Linked DNA regions of Mus musculus: all the other regions are linked to region 3. Evidence: chromatin contacts called from public promoter capture Hi-C data. All regions are on one chromosome and are shown on one strand. Each heading gives the region's core, a stretch centred on a gene start, on an enhancer-like site or on the middle of the called end of the contact. The rest is flanking DNA. Distances are from core to core; before and after follow the strand shown.

The links. Promoter capture Hi-C pulls out the DNA fragments that hold promoters and counts their contacts. Capture Hi-C pulls out chosen DNA fragments and counts their contacts.
Region 1: a promoter capture Hi-C map of liver shows a contact between it and region 3, with 4 times the contacts expected there. The contact joins the promoter of 1700028I16Rik here to the promoter of Ric8b in region 3. A contact is called at or near these places in 3 of 39 promoter capture datasets (the HPC-7 cell line, liver and pre-B cells).
Region 2: a contact with region 3 is called in a promoter capture Hi-C map of liver, with 2.4 times the contacts expected there. The contact joins the promoter of Hcfc2 here to the promoter of Ric8b in region 3. A contact is called at or near these places in 4 of 39 promoter capture datasets (the C10 cell line, hippocampal neurons, liver and 1 more) and 1 of 9 other capture datasets (liver).
Region 4: a contact with region 3 is called in a promoter capture Hi-C map of liver, with 3 times the contacts expected there. The contact joins the promoter of Nfyb here to the promoter of Ric8b in region 3. A contact is called at or near these places in 1 of 39 promoter capture datasets (pre-B cells) and 2 of 9 other capture datasets (adipose tissue and liver).
Region 5: a contact with region 3 is called in a promoter capture Hi-C map of adipose tissue, with 3 times the contacts expected there. The contact joins the promoter of Tdg here to the promoter of Ric8b in region 3. A contact is called at or near these places in 1 of 39 promoter capture datasets (liver) and 1 of 9 other capture datasets (adipose tissue).

What each region holds. Positions count from the first base shown.
Region 1 is chr10:82,810,850-82,813,549 of GRCm38.p6, reverse strand. 1700028I16Rik (RIKEN cDNA 1700028I16 gene) reads right to left here and starts at 1,427. Exons shown (of 3, transcript NR_038042.1): 1 at 1,191-1,427.
Region 2 is chr10:82,697,722-82,700,421 of GRCm38.p6, reverse strand. Hcfc2 (host cell factor C2) reads right to left here and starts at 1,308. Exons shown (of 14, transcript NM_001368720.1): 1 at 1,116-1,308. The coding sequence starts at 1,278.
Region 3 is chr10:84,916,275-84,918,974 of GRCm38.p6, reverse strand. It overlaps Ric8b (RIC8 guanine nucleotide exchange factor B), which reads right to left and starts at 1,362. Exons shown (of 10, transcript NM_183172.2): 1 at 1,150-1,362. The coding sequence starts at 1,233.
Region 4 is chr10:82,762,817-82,765,516 of GRCm38.p6, reverse strand. It overlaps Nfyb (nuclear transcription factor-Y beta), which reads left to right and starts at 1,376. Exons shown (of 8, transcript NM_010914.2): 1 at 1,376-1,513. It also overlaps a transcript of Hcfc2 not described here.
Region 5 is chr10:82,628,444-82,631,143 of GRCm38.p6, reverse strand. Tdg (thymine DNA glycosylase) reads right to left here and starts at 1,306. Exons shown (of 10, transcript NM_172552.4): 1 at 1,106-1,306. The coding sequence starts at 1,128.

The sequences.
Region 1 (2,700 bases), core at 178-2,677, 2.1 Mb after region 3:
AGAGACCGCCTGATGTAGTATCTAGGCCAATGAAAGCCAGGGCAGGGAGTTAACTTGCCTTATATTTCCACCACGCCCGGCATAAAGTATTTTTTTAAAAACCCAAAAAACAGCCGGGCGTGGTGTCATACGCCTTTAATCCCGGCACTCGGGAGGCAGAGGCAGGCAGATTTCTGAGTTCGAGGCCAGCCTGGTCTACAGAGTGAGTTCCAGGACAGCCACAGCTACACAGAGAAACCCTGTCTCGAAAAACCAAAATAAATAAATACCCCCCCCAAAAAAACAAACAAAAACTAGTTAAGAGGGCTAGAGAGATGGCTCGGTGGTTAAGAGCACTGACTGCTTTTCCAGAGGTTCTGTGTTCAATTCCCAGTAACTACATAGTGGTTTACAACCATCTGTAATGGGATCTGATGCCCTCTTCTGGTGTATCTGAAGACAGCTACAGTGTACTCATATACATAAAATAAATAAATCTTAAAAAACAACAAAAAGCAAACAAACAAACAAAAAAAAAAAACCACCTAGTAAGAGTAGGTGCCTCACAGAAATCGATTTAGAACACATCTCCAACTCCCTCGTGATAAGTGAGAAGAAACTGAAGCGATGGCCACAGGAGCTATCCACCCTTCACGCGGGTACTGTCCTATCCCTCCGAAGACCTCCCCTTCCCCATCATAAGCGCTCTTCTAGGTCCTCTGCCTTCCTGTCCTTCCCTGGGGCTCCCTGACCTGGAATGCAGGGAAGGACCCTGCGCCAGACACCCTACCAACCTTCCCTCATCAGCTATGCATCCCACGTGGGGCGAGCCCCTATCTCACCATCTCGGCAGAAGCCAGGGTTCAGTGTTTTATTTCCCTTTGGGACCTATAAAGGATGTGGGGGAGGCCGTGTAACCAATGATCACAGCCAGAGACCTACAGCCCAATGGCATCGGCTTGGGTCCCAGCTCTGCCACTCTGGCCTGGGTAACTTGGGGAGTAACTTGGCTTATATTTCTACCTGTTTATAAAGTATCTTTTTAAACCCCCAAAAAACAGCCAGGCGTGGTGGCGCACGCCTTTAATCCCAGCACTCGGGAGGCAGAGGCAGGCAGATTTCTGAGTGAGCAAGTTTCCTAACTTCTTGGAGCGTCGGTTTCTTCACCTGTAAAATGGGGGTTACTTGAAACCATCGCGGGAGATGCTTACACGGGTCTGGGGCGGCGAGAGGTCGGGCGGGCGAGCTTGTGGAGCCACCAACGCCCTTGAGAACCTGCGGCTGAGGCAGGGCGGCCCGTTGGCGACCTGTGCCCCTCTCCGCTCCGGCCCAGCAGCCGACTCCTCGGAAGCTCCGGGAGGGCAGTGCCGGGCTGCTCGAGAGCAAGGAGGAGCGCGCTGCCGGGGCAGCGTGGACAGGCGCTGCTCGGCCGTACCTGACACACCCTCGCCGCTCCTGCCCTCCGCGCCTCCGGTCCCCCTCCTCCTTGCTCTCGAGCAGCCCGGCACGCGAGGGGGGTGGGGGGCGGTCCACGCGCGCGGGAGGAGGAGGAGGATGGCGAGCGGAGGGCGCGCGCCCCCTGCCGGCCAGGGAAGAGATAAGCGATGGGCCGCGCCAACAGAGCTAGCCTGAAGAGGGAGAGGAGGAGAGTATTGGGATGGAGATGGGAGTGAGGGTGGGGTGGGGGTGGGGGGGGTGAGGATGAGGATGGGAGTGGGCGAGGATGGGGATGGGTGTGGGAGAGGATGGGGGTTGGGAGCAGCTTGCTTTTCCGTGGATCTCATACACTTGTTTGTTTTCTTTGACTTTTTAAAAATGTGTAGGTAGCCCACAGGTGTCATGGTTAATGTCGAGGTCATATGGAGGTCAGAGGACAACTCAAGCCAGCCGGTAGTGGCACATCCAGGCCTTTAATCCCAGTACTAGAGGGAGGCAGAGGCAGGTGGGTCTCTGTAAATTCAAGCCAGCCTGGTCTACAGAGAGAAACCCTGTCTTGTAAAAACAAAACAGAAAACTCAGGGATCAGTTTTCTCCTTCCATCATGTGGGTCCTGGGGATCAAACTAAAACTCATCTCCTGAGGTTTGATGGCAAGCACCTTTATACTGAGCCGTGCCTCTGGATGCTTTTTACTAATATGTTTGTGGTTTTTGAGGTAGGGTCTTGTGTCTAACCAGGGCTCACCTGGAAACTTGCTAAACTGTTTGGTAACCGAGTTTTGCTTTAGTTCTTTAGTTTGGTTCTAAAGAACTTGGGACCACTCTGCTCCCACAGCCTTATCTGGCAATGGGTAGTGGGGTAATTTGCCATCCTGCCATGCTGCTTTTGAAAAATAAGCTGCCTTTTTTTTTAAGGTTTTATTTATTGAGACAGAGTTTATGTAGTGCCCAGGCTGACCTTAAATTAAGGAGCCTCTGTTTTTTGCCCCGTGTGTGCTATATGACATACACACACACACACACACACACACACACACACACACACATATATATATATATGTATACATATATATATATACAGATAGGCATGCACTGCTATGTTTACTCTTGATTTTATTCTTCCTTCCCCTGTGTGTGTATGTATGTGTGTGTGGGGTTACACATGTGTGCCTGAACACATGGGCAGATAGCATCTCGAACCTGTAAGAGTTTTCCTTGCATTGCTGAAACCCACCTACGTATCTAGTAAGGTCTTGATTTATGATTATCTAATCATAACCATG
Region 2 (2,700 bases), core at 59-2,558, 2.2 Mb after region 3:
CTTAGGACAGCCAGGGCTACACAGAGAAACCTGTATTGAAAAAGGAAAAGAAAACCTGTTCTGCATCATTGTACTCTTAAAAAAAAATCCTGGTGTCACCCCCCATTAAAGAAGTGGAAAACCTGTGATTTAGAAAGACGTGGTAACTTTAATGCTGATTTAGAACAATTGCCAAAGCAAGATTCAAAACAGACCCAATTTCTTCTAAGCCCAGGGTATTTACACTATACCAAATCAAACATCTTCAAAACTTTTTCTGTTGGAGTACTGAGGAGAGTCAAAACTAACAAAATTTCTCCTACCGTTTTTAGCTTTTAGAGGACTACTGTGATCAAGTTGTTTCATCAAAGTTGTAGGTTGTGAACTAAAACGACACCAAATTCAGTATCTAGCCTTAACTAGTTTCCTATGATTGCTAGACTACTTGTAAGTGGAGAAAATATACTTTCAACCAGCACGGAGGTCAAGACCTGCCCCCTTAACAAGTGACACTTCGAGCTGTGCAGCGGTGCCTTAGCTATGACAGCCCCTTGGCGAGGACCAGCCCGGAAGGGCAGAGCACATACACTACAGACATCGGCTAATCAGAGACCAGTCCGCGTTCACCCACAACTCTCTCCGCCGCGAGTTTAGAGAACTGTCTTGCGGGCTTCCGCCCGGTACTAACTGTACCTACGCTGAAGAGGCAGCCAGGAGAACCTCCCCGCCCCTCAACTCTCTAGGTTCTAAGAAGGGGGCTGGGGGAAGGCAAAGACCACCGAGGCCCGCCTTGGGGTGGGTTTTGTTCTTGACACTGGCGGGATCTCCACCCCTTAAGTGACCGGCCCTAGGGTGGAGGCCCAGCCGTGGAACCCGCCGTCTCGGGTCCACGGGGAGGGATGGGCCGGGGTGTCTCGATGTCTACCGGTGGAGTCACGTCCAGCCCGCGGAACCGCGAGCACCGAGCCGCCTTCCAACACGTTGCGAGCTCGGGCTGCCGACCCAGCCGATCTTCCCCCGCCGCCTGCCCGGCTGGGGTAGCGGCGACCCGGCGGTGACAGCTGTCAGGCCCGCGTCCGCCGCTCCTCCCCTCCCCCTCCGCGGTCCCGAGGCGGGGTCGCCGAGCCGCCGCCTACCGGTATTGTAGACGTGCAGCTCGTCCGCGATGCCCTCGTTGCCCCCGCCGAAGATGATCATCAGCTCCCGGATGGCCACGGCTCGGTGTCCGTGCCGGGCGCGAGGCACCGGTCCGGTAAAGGAGGAAACCCGCCTCCAGTTGAGGAGGCTGGGAGCCGCCATCTTCCCAACCCCCGCCCCTCGGCCCACAATGCCCCGCGCGCCACGGGCTCCACGGCTCGTGGGGAGGACGAGCGCCGCCTCCAGCTGTGCGCGGGAGGCCCGGCACGTGACCCGCGGGCCCCGCCCCCCCAGCCCGTGGCGACGTGGCCCTCGGGGCTCCGCCAAGATGGAGCCCCTCCCGCCAACCCTGCCAACCCTCCTCTCTGTGGCTTTCAGTGGGGTGTTCGGGGAGGAGGTTACAGCTTTGTCCTTTAGGTCCACTTGGAGCATCTTCTGTGTAGGAGCGTCACGCCCTGGAAACTGTTATCACAGGCACTGGAGAAGAGCTGCCTGCCGTGTAGGTCCCAAGTGATGAGAGCACAGGGAGCGCCTAAGGCAAATCTGTCATCTCAAAGGAGGGTCTCCCAGACTGCAGGACAAGGACAGTGGACACGGTGGCTAAGTGCAGGGCCTGAGCACGGCTCAGATTTGGAGGTGACAAGCCTACACAGCAAAAGATAACCCCAAAGGTGATTTTCGGTTCATTTAGGTGTATTAGTTGTCTTGTTGCTGTGAAAAAATCCCCTGACAAAAACCTTTGAAGGACAGAAGGGTTTGTTTCCCCTCACTGAGAAGCCCATCATAATGAAGAGGCTTGGCTGGAAGTGGCTGGTGGAATTTCATCTGCAGAGAGCCACGGATGCTGGAACCGGGCTGCCTTATTATTTAGTCCAGGATGGCATCCCAGTTTATTTCTACCTTAATTTATTTCAACCTTACATCTATTCCCACCTTAATTAATCTGATCTAGATAACCTCATAGGCCTGCCCACGGGCTTGTCTCCTAAGTAAGTTTAGATAGTATCAAATCAGCAATATCGACCATCACAGCAGGTCATTATTTTCATGCGGAGGCTTCTTTTTATAGTGTTGTTAATATTCTTAGACAAAAAGACTAAGGGGGAAACCCTTAAAAGTTGCAAACTCAGTGTTAATTTGGAAAGAGTCTATTTTGTAGGCCTGCTATATCAAAGTGCCACAAGCCTTGTGCCTTGAAAGAGTTGAATGGCACTCAGGAGTAAGAGTTTGAGGCCAGCCTGGCCTACATGGTGAATAAACAGCCAGGGCTAAATGGAGAGACCCTGTATCAAAAAAACAAAAACAAAAACAAAAACAAAAACAAAACTGGGTTTGATTTCCAGCACCTACATAGCTGCTTACAATGGTCTGGAACCCTCTGTTCTGGGGGATCTACACCCTCTTCTGGCCACCACAGGTACCAGGTGGGTCTGTAGTTCATAGACATACCTGCTGGCAACGCACCTGTACTCATCAAAGAAAATCTTAAAAAAGAATAAACACATTAGAATTGTCTCACAGTTGGAGAGAAAGTCTGAACAGAACACCAATGTAGGTAACACGTGAAGGAAAGGTTGGACAGGG
Region 3 (2,700 bases), core at 113-2,612:
TATGAGAGCGGAGTAGTAGGCACAGAAGAGAAGGTCCACAGGGGCATACAGCCATGTTTCTTTCAGAGAGGGCTGATAAATAGGCAGGGGAAAGGAACAGTAAGGTACCTGTTAGGTATATGGTGTAACTTGGTGATGGATGGGTCTTCAGAGAAGAGAGTCATACAAGTCTCCCAAACAGCCTAAAGGTGTTAGGTAGGCTACTTATTAAAGCAAACATGAGAAACTGCTGAAAGGAAAAGGAAGATCTAATGGTACTTGGAGAGAGAGCTCCTCCAGAGATGAAAGTGGTATTAATAATAAGATACCGATCACTGTAGCAAAAGACCAGTGAATGGATAGTTTGAAAACCTAGGTGGGAAGGCTCTGGCTCCCAGGAATGACCTTGGGCTAGTTACTTAGCCCATCTGGAGGCTCCATTGCAAAACACAGATAATACCTCACAGGATTGCTGTCAAGATTAAATGAGATAATGAACAGAAAAGCTGTTAATGCGATACAAATAACAGGTATTATTAGGAGTTGGATTTTCTACCCACTTGCAACATATGTCCATGACCTTGGGGCGTGATTTCAGTTCTTTGCACCTCGGTTTCCTCATCTATGAAATGGGAAGGTTGATACCATCTACTTTATAAGCACTTGGAGGATATCAAAGGAGATCACATAAAAGACATCAATGCCTGGTAAACCATACAATGGTACAGGTACACAAAGACCTGCCATCGTTGCTGATATGTTTTGTGCATGACAAGGGCCGTGTTTATGCAGAGAAGCATGTATTTTCACACTATACAGGTGAGAAAGCCTCGCATGCATTTTATGCATCCAGGAACGGGGCACTGGGCAGCCGCGCATCTACAGATTCTGGGGGTGTGCCTTGCACGTTTAGGAAGAAGACCACAGGACAGGCTGCTGGGCCAGAAATCGGAGTGGGCATTATAGTGGAGGCAATGGGTAGATGCAGGATGAACGAGTGGGAAAGGCTGGGGGCACAAACACGCATGCCCAAGCCGGAAACGTTTTCGGGGGAGAGCAATGCGCATCCCCGGAATGAGGGGGATGGGGAGGATGCGAAGTGCAAGCCCCGAAGGCGGCCCGGGGGGAGGGGGGACAAGACAGCGAACGCCCGGGGCCAGAGTTCTTTACCTTGTCGCTGTAATCCCTCAGGACCCGCTCGATAGCCCCCGCCTCGCCGGCCCGGACGATGTAGAGGGCGCGCTCTTCATCCATGGCCGCAGGTGCGGGGGAGCCGCAGCCGCTGTGCGCGCCCCAGCCGCTGCCTCCCAGGTAAACGCCTCGCGCCCCCGCTACCTCGCTCCTTCCCAGCTTCCTTCCTTCCCTCCTTCCCTCCCTCCCTCCAGCCTCCAACCCGCCAGCCTCCGCCCGGGCAGGCCCTACGTCACCGCCCCTCAACTTTCACCCCGCGACGTCACCGCTCCCCCAGCAACCGGCGCCCGGAGGCCTCCCCTGACAAGGCCCGGGGCTTGGTGGAGGCCTGAGGAGCCACCAGAGACTGAGTCAGGCCCAGGCCCTGCCTACTCCCCTAGGTCTGCCAGCCTTGGGGAAGAGTTGGGCTTCGCAGCGGGCTTCCACGAGCAGAACTGTCTCTCCTAACACTCTATGAATCATTCCCCCATAGCGGACGAGAACTGGCGGGCTGTTCCCCGCCCATCTGCGAGCCTACCGCTTCTACACTACAATTCCCGACATGCAATGGGCTCATCCCACGCTGTCATCTGAGTTATTAGTGAACTGAATAGCATGCCGGAATTGGTAGTCATCCAGTGCAAAAGACTTCCCTCTTTCCAGAGGGCATGCTGGAAAATGTAGTTCCCTAAAGGCCGGAAACCAGAATCCTGCGACCGCTGGAGGCCAGAGGCGGAGGGACCCTTCGTTGGTGGGAGGGTCTAAACTGGGGTTTAACTGGGTTTTTTGTTTTTGGGTTTTTTTTTTTTTTTTTTTGGTTTTTATTTTTTTCTTTTTTCTGACCTGCACTTAGACGCGGCTGGTTGGACTTACTGACGATGGCGAAACGGCCGACCCTTGGTAGTGGCTGTCAGCGCCAGGTTGAGTTCCCTCTATGCTCAGTTAGCGGTTTCCGTCTCTGGAATGCTCACCCTCCTCACCCGGTTGCAGTCCTGTTATGCACTAGGCTACAGCAACATGGGAAATTGAACACAGTTCTTTGTGGAACCCTAAGGAATCACAACAGATAAAGAAATTTGGAGAGATCTATATATCTATATAGATATTATTTGGAGATAGATTATTAGATTATGTATATATAATTTTATATTATATGTATGTATATGTGTGTGTGTGTGTATGTACATATATACATATATATTTTATTTCTATTTTCCAGATGAAGAAATTGAAGCTCAGAATTAATGAGGCATACCTGGGATTTGAACCCAGGGAAATTAGCTCTGCACTTAGTAATTGAGAAAGTTGAGATTTGAATCCAGGTCGTTCCCAAAGATGTAAATATCACACAACCAGAGTATCCATGGAGTCAGTGGTGATGGAGGCACATATTCTCCAAGTGTTAGTTCTGTGCCAGCCACTTACATTTCATCTGGGTTCACTCAACATCTCAAAAAATTAAATATTTGAGAATTTGTGCATTGCTGGGCATTATCCAATACAGTGTGGATACAGTGGCTCCCAAAACAAGTCCCAACCTTACTGGGTGGT
Region 4 (2,700 bases), core at 127-2,626, 2.2 Mb after region 3:
ACAAACAAACAAAACCAAAACAAGAGAAGAAGGGAGAGGAAGAGGAGGGTGTCCTAGAATTTGGTAGATTCAGGTGGTGGTGCTCCTAACTCCTCTTGAAATAACCGAGAAAGACTCATTTGTTCTTGCTTCCTTATTTACCTGAGAAATATTTATTTATTCTAGACACAGCGGGATATCAATAAATAACATATTTCAATCTTTCTGTATACTTTATGCACATACTTATATGGAATATACACCCAAACACCTTTTTTTCTTTTTTTGAGATACAGTCCGATTATGTAGCCCAGGCTGGACGTGAACACACACACTAGGGAGCCCAAGATGGTCTGGAATTTCCAATCTTCCTGTTTGTGTCTCCCCAGTCATGGGTTTAAAAGGCATAAGCCACAACACCAGGGCCTTCTATAATTATTACTACTACAGTTTCTGTTTCTTCAGACAGGGTTTCTCTGTGTAGCCTTGGTGTACTGGAACTCACTCTGTAGACCAGGCTGGCCTTGAGATTTGCCTCCCTTGTCTTGGAATTAAAGGCGTGCACCTGCCTGACCCAGCCATACTATTATTTCTAAAGACAGGGTCTTAATGTATCTCTGGCTGACCTAGAACTTTCAGTCTTGCTTACTTATCCTTGTTAAGTCCTAGGACAATAATTTTCCATCTATCTGGGTGCAGGTATCCTGCAGTACTTTGCAGTGGCTGGCCATGCAGGACATTTTGGATCACCACCACAAGGGAGAATGGTAGCCAAGGGACATTTGATCCAGATTTCAGTGAGGCCGACAGGGAAGGCCTTAAATGCACAGAGGCCATGAGTTTTTGCAGCCCAGTGTTATCTGGTTGGGAAATGAGCACTTTAGGTAGTAAGCCAACTTGGTAGGGCAGACCTAACACCAGAACACAGCACCAGGGTACAGGGTGGAAGTCGGCTGGGACAGCCTACCTGTTAAACTTGGAGGAAGGGGATGGTGTGCTAAAATGAAAAACTAACATCTTTGTTCACTGTGACTTGAGAGGGAACGCTGTGTGCCTGAGGTGGCTTGGAGGGATACCTAGAAAACATTAGGTGCCTAAAGCATTCTGGAAAGTAGCTCAGGTGTAGATCCCCTCCGGGGCTGAACTCAGGCGGGCGAGACGCTGGTTAGTGGGGAAGGAGGAGCTGGAAGGAGAAAGAAGCCAGAGCAAGCCTTTCCGCGTGGAGCTCTGGATGAGAACGCCGGCCTCTCGGACGCCCTGAAGAGCGAACATCCAGAGCCCGCCCGCGCGCTTTTACGGACCGCGCGCCTTGCTCAGAGGCTCCGGGGCGGGGCCGGGGGCGGACCGGGGCGTGGCCTCGGGCGCGGGCGTCGCGGAGGGAGGGTGTCACGTAGAGGGAAGCGGCCCGCGGCGGAGGGAGGGGAGGCCGAGTCCTGGAAGTGGAGCTCCGCGCTGGGACTGGTTCCTTCGCAGCCATTTTCTGTCCAACCAAACAGCCGATTGGAGACGGGAGCCAACCAGGGCTGCATTGGAGGTTTGTGTCTCGCTTCGGCCAATGATCGCTCCTAAACCGACTCCACTTTAGCTCGAATGAAATGTCCGTCTCCTCCCGGCGCCGTCCCCGCCGCCAACGCCGCGGCGGTCGGGGGCACTCGCAGTCCGCAGTCTTCGGGCGGGCCGGGCCTCCGGGCGAGGCCGCTGTGCTTCGGGCCGGGCCGGGCCGGGCCGGGCGCGGGGCGGCGGGCGCTTTGTGCGCGGGGCCGCGAGCCGCGGTCGGGCTGGGCCGGGCGGCTGCGGGGCTCTCGCGGCGGCAGCCCCGGGCCGGCTCCATTTTGTCCGGGGAGCCGGCGGGCGGGGAACGCTGCGCCCCGGAGCGGCCGCTTTGTCTCCCGCATCCCGCCGGCGGCGGGCGTTGGGCACGGGCGGCGGGGGGATGCGCTCCGCGGGGCCGCCCGGGCACCTGCGAGCCGAGGCGGCGGGTCCCTGCGAGGAACGAGCGGCCTGGCGGGCCCCCGGCCCGCTCCGCGCCTACAGCATGCAGCCATCTGGCGCCTGGCTCGCCCCGGACTTGCCCCGAAGGTGGGAAGGGAGCCTTGGAGGTTGCACGGAGGTTTCAGTCACCCGTGCTGGGGGGGCGGGAGGGTCTGCGAGAACAAAGAATTTACGGAGCACCCGCAGATCCTTTCATGCCTAAAGTCTAGAAGAGGGCTGTTTGATGTAGACAAGGTTAGGTAGCAGACGACCTTTAAAAAAAATGGCATCCCGCTAATCTTCACAGACCCTAGTTTTTGTAGATGGTGCCACAAATCACCCGAGTGGCTTCAGCTCTCAGTAAGGAAACTAATCGGTAACAGAAAGTGATGGCTCAACTGGTCAGTAGTAGTGGCATTAATAAATAGGAGCTTTATGGATGAGATACTGAGAGTTTAACCAGAATTCCTTTAAAGGCAAATGATTCCTCCTCTGCACTGCTCTTTGTAGCTTAATTTAAGGATTCTATCGATGCAAAGCTGTGGTTGTCGATGCCAAAGAAAGGAGGTTGGAGGAAGGGAATCTGCTTTTCTTGGATACAGATTTGCATTTCTTCAAACACCAAGCAGATGTATGCATTCCCTTGAGCTATTACACAGATTATAACCTGCCCTGAAGAAAATGCTTTCCATATGAAGAGAGATATTCTTAATGGATTAAGTCTAAGTATATACTTAGCAACTATTTGGG
Region 5 (2,700 bases), core at 57-2,556, 2.3 Mb after region 3:
TCAGTGGTAAGCTTGCTTAGCACACTGGAGGCTCTGGGCTCAATCCCCAACCACACACTCCCAAATAATAATAAAAATCTGGGTTCATTTTTAAATCATTTCAGTAGTATGACATCAAGGTCTTACACACACACACTATTTAGTCTTGGGTTAGAGAGAGAGAGAGACAGACCACACACACGTACACACACATGTAATATTGTGCCTCTTTTTGTTAATGATTCACTATTGCATCCATTCAGCATGTATTTATGTAGACTCCAGTTCAACCTATCAGTTCTACAAACCCCTCTGAAAGTTGGGCCGGCATATTTCCCACTTTCACCAGCAGGTCCCTGGCACCCTGTAGTTGGTAAAGGCTTTAAGATAGGTCTACCTGTCCTGTGAGTAGAGGCCCTTCTGCAGTGTCCCTTGGATCTTTGAGTGGTAAACCAGACTTTCATTTCAACTCCCATGGACTGCCATCAGCCCCCGTCAATCTGCTCAAAGATGTACCATAATACAGCCGTCGAGTGGGAAGGCGGGCTGAAGACAGAATCTCTTGCCTAAGTTCAATGTCCATTTGCCACTTAGAGGCAAGCTAATTCTTCGCCAGGCAGGGCTAATACCTAAATCTCCATTCCTTTTACCTGCGAAGACCTTGCCATTTTGTTTTTCTTAGCTTTCTGCGAAGAGTCTAAATCCCCAAACCTATACTTTGTCAGGCCCGCCCTGACATCCCCATTACCACTAAGGGACAATTTTAAAGACCATCCCAGAATGAAAGACATCTACAGATTGACTTCTTAGCGTGTTATACACACTCCACAGCAATAGTATCTATCCCGCGAGGATGAGAAGGACCCCGCAGCAACCGCGGCCACAGGGTACCCGCTTCGCCTTTACAGTCCACGGTGACGGAGGGTGAAGAACCGCGCGGGCGGAGGCTGCGGCCGGGCACACACCACCTTTTAAAGCTCGCGGGTACGGGAGGCAGAGGACGTGCGCGGACCTGGGAGGGGGGGGGGACGTGTGGGGAGCGGGGAGGTCCCCACTGCGCACGCGCAAGCCGGCCTTTGTGCGGGCCGCGGCCCTGACCGACCCCAGCCGCGAGCGCCCGCGTTACCTGCGCGCGGCCTCTGCGTCCATGGCGGCGCCGCCGAGGGTACGGCCACTCCTGCCGAGCCCACGGGCGCCCGCTCTGCCGCTCAGCGCGCGGACTCACCACAGGATCGGGGCGGCCGGTGGATGGACGGCGCTGGCCTCGGCCCCTCCCACGCTGCTACATCACCGCGGCGAGTCCCCAGCGCACTTCCGTCCCCCTCCGAGGAGGCCGGCGGCCTCGCCATCACGTGATGCTGGCCAGGCCAATGGCGTGTCCTTTTCGGGGCGCCCCGACCGCCGCTTAGCCTTTCGGGAAACGTGGATCTCGGCGAGGATGGGGAGCGCCCGGCTGACGTCAGCTTTTGTGGGCTCTAAGTTTCCTTGAAGGTGTGGGTTAAGGGTGATGGCCTTTAGGATGTATTATGCGTGGTGGCAAATTCATGTCTTTTCACCTCAAATTTTGTGCGGATTAAAAGCTACCTGACTTGGGGCTCACAGAGCCTGAGCTACCAACCAGGGAGCTTTCAGGAGCTGGACCTAGACCCCTCTACACGTTTGTAGCAAATGTGAAGCTTGGTGTCCGTGTGAGTCCCCTACAAGTGGAACAGGGGCTGTCTAGGTCTCTGTTCCTTGCCAGTGGACCCAGCGCGGACTGGGGGAAGAGGACTGCGTGTTTCCTCAGTGGGAAAGGATGTGCCTACACTTGCTGAGATTAGATGTACCAGAGTCTTACCCAAGTGGGGCTTCCTCTTCTCTGAGAAGAGAAGGGGGCAGGATTTGTAAGCGTGGGACTGGGTGGGGGTGGGGCTGTGAACGGGACGTAAAGTTAATTAAATTAAAATGAAAACAACCACCCCCTCCCCCGCAACTATGTGTCTTGGCTGGGCGACCCAGCATTTGCATAGACAGTGGCAGGCAGAACTAAGTTCGAGGCTGGCCTGGTTTATAGAGCGAGTTTCAGGACAGGCAATACTACACAGAGAAACTCCGTCGTGAAAAACTAAAATGATAATTATAATAATGATAAATAAATATTGTGCCTTACACAAAACAACATTCTTTCTTTTCAATTGTCTTTCTTGTCAATTCCTGTGATGAGGAGTAGGGCTGATTGGAACTGGAAAACCTAAGATTGGAAGCCACCAATGTTTGGGCCTCAGTTTACTAATCTGTAAGGGGAAGCTCTTGGTAGATTACAAAGATTTCCATAAACAGTTGTCTACGTTGGAGATGGACAAACACTCGCCTAGATGCTAGATGCATCTCTGCTTTAGAACCTTAGACAGCAATCTCACCTCGATTTCTCGGAGGTTCTTTTGGTTTTTGAGATAATTACAAAACTGTGTACCCCTGACTTGGCTTAGAGCTTTGCAGCTGTAGTCCAGGCTGGCCTCAACCTGAGGCAAGTCTCCTGTTCACTCTCTTGCATACTGACTGGGATTACAGGGCATGTATCACCATACTTGACTTTCGGAGGTTCTAAGAGTTTGTTTGTTTTTTTTTTTTAGATTTATTTATTTATTTATTTATTTATGTGAGTACACTGTAGCTGTCTTCAGACACTCCAGAAGAGAGCAGTCAGATCTCATTACAGATGGTTGTGAGCCACTATGTGGT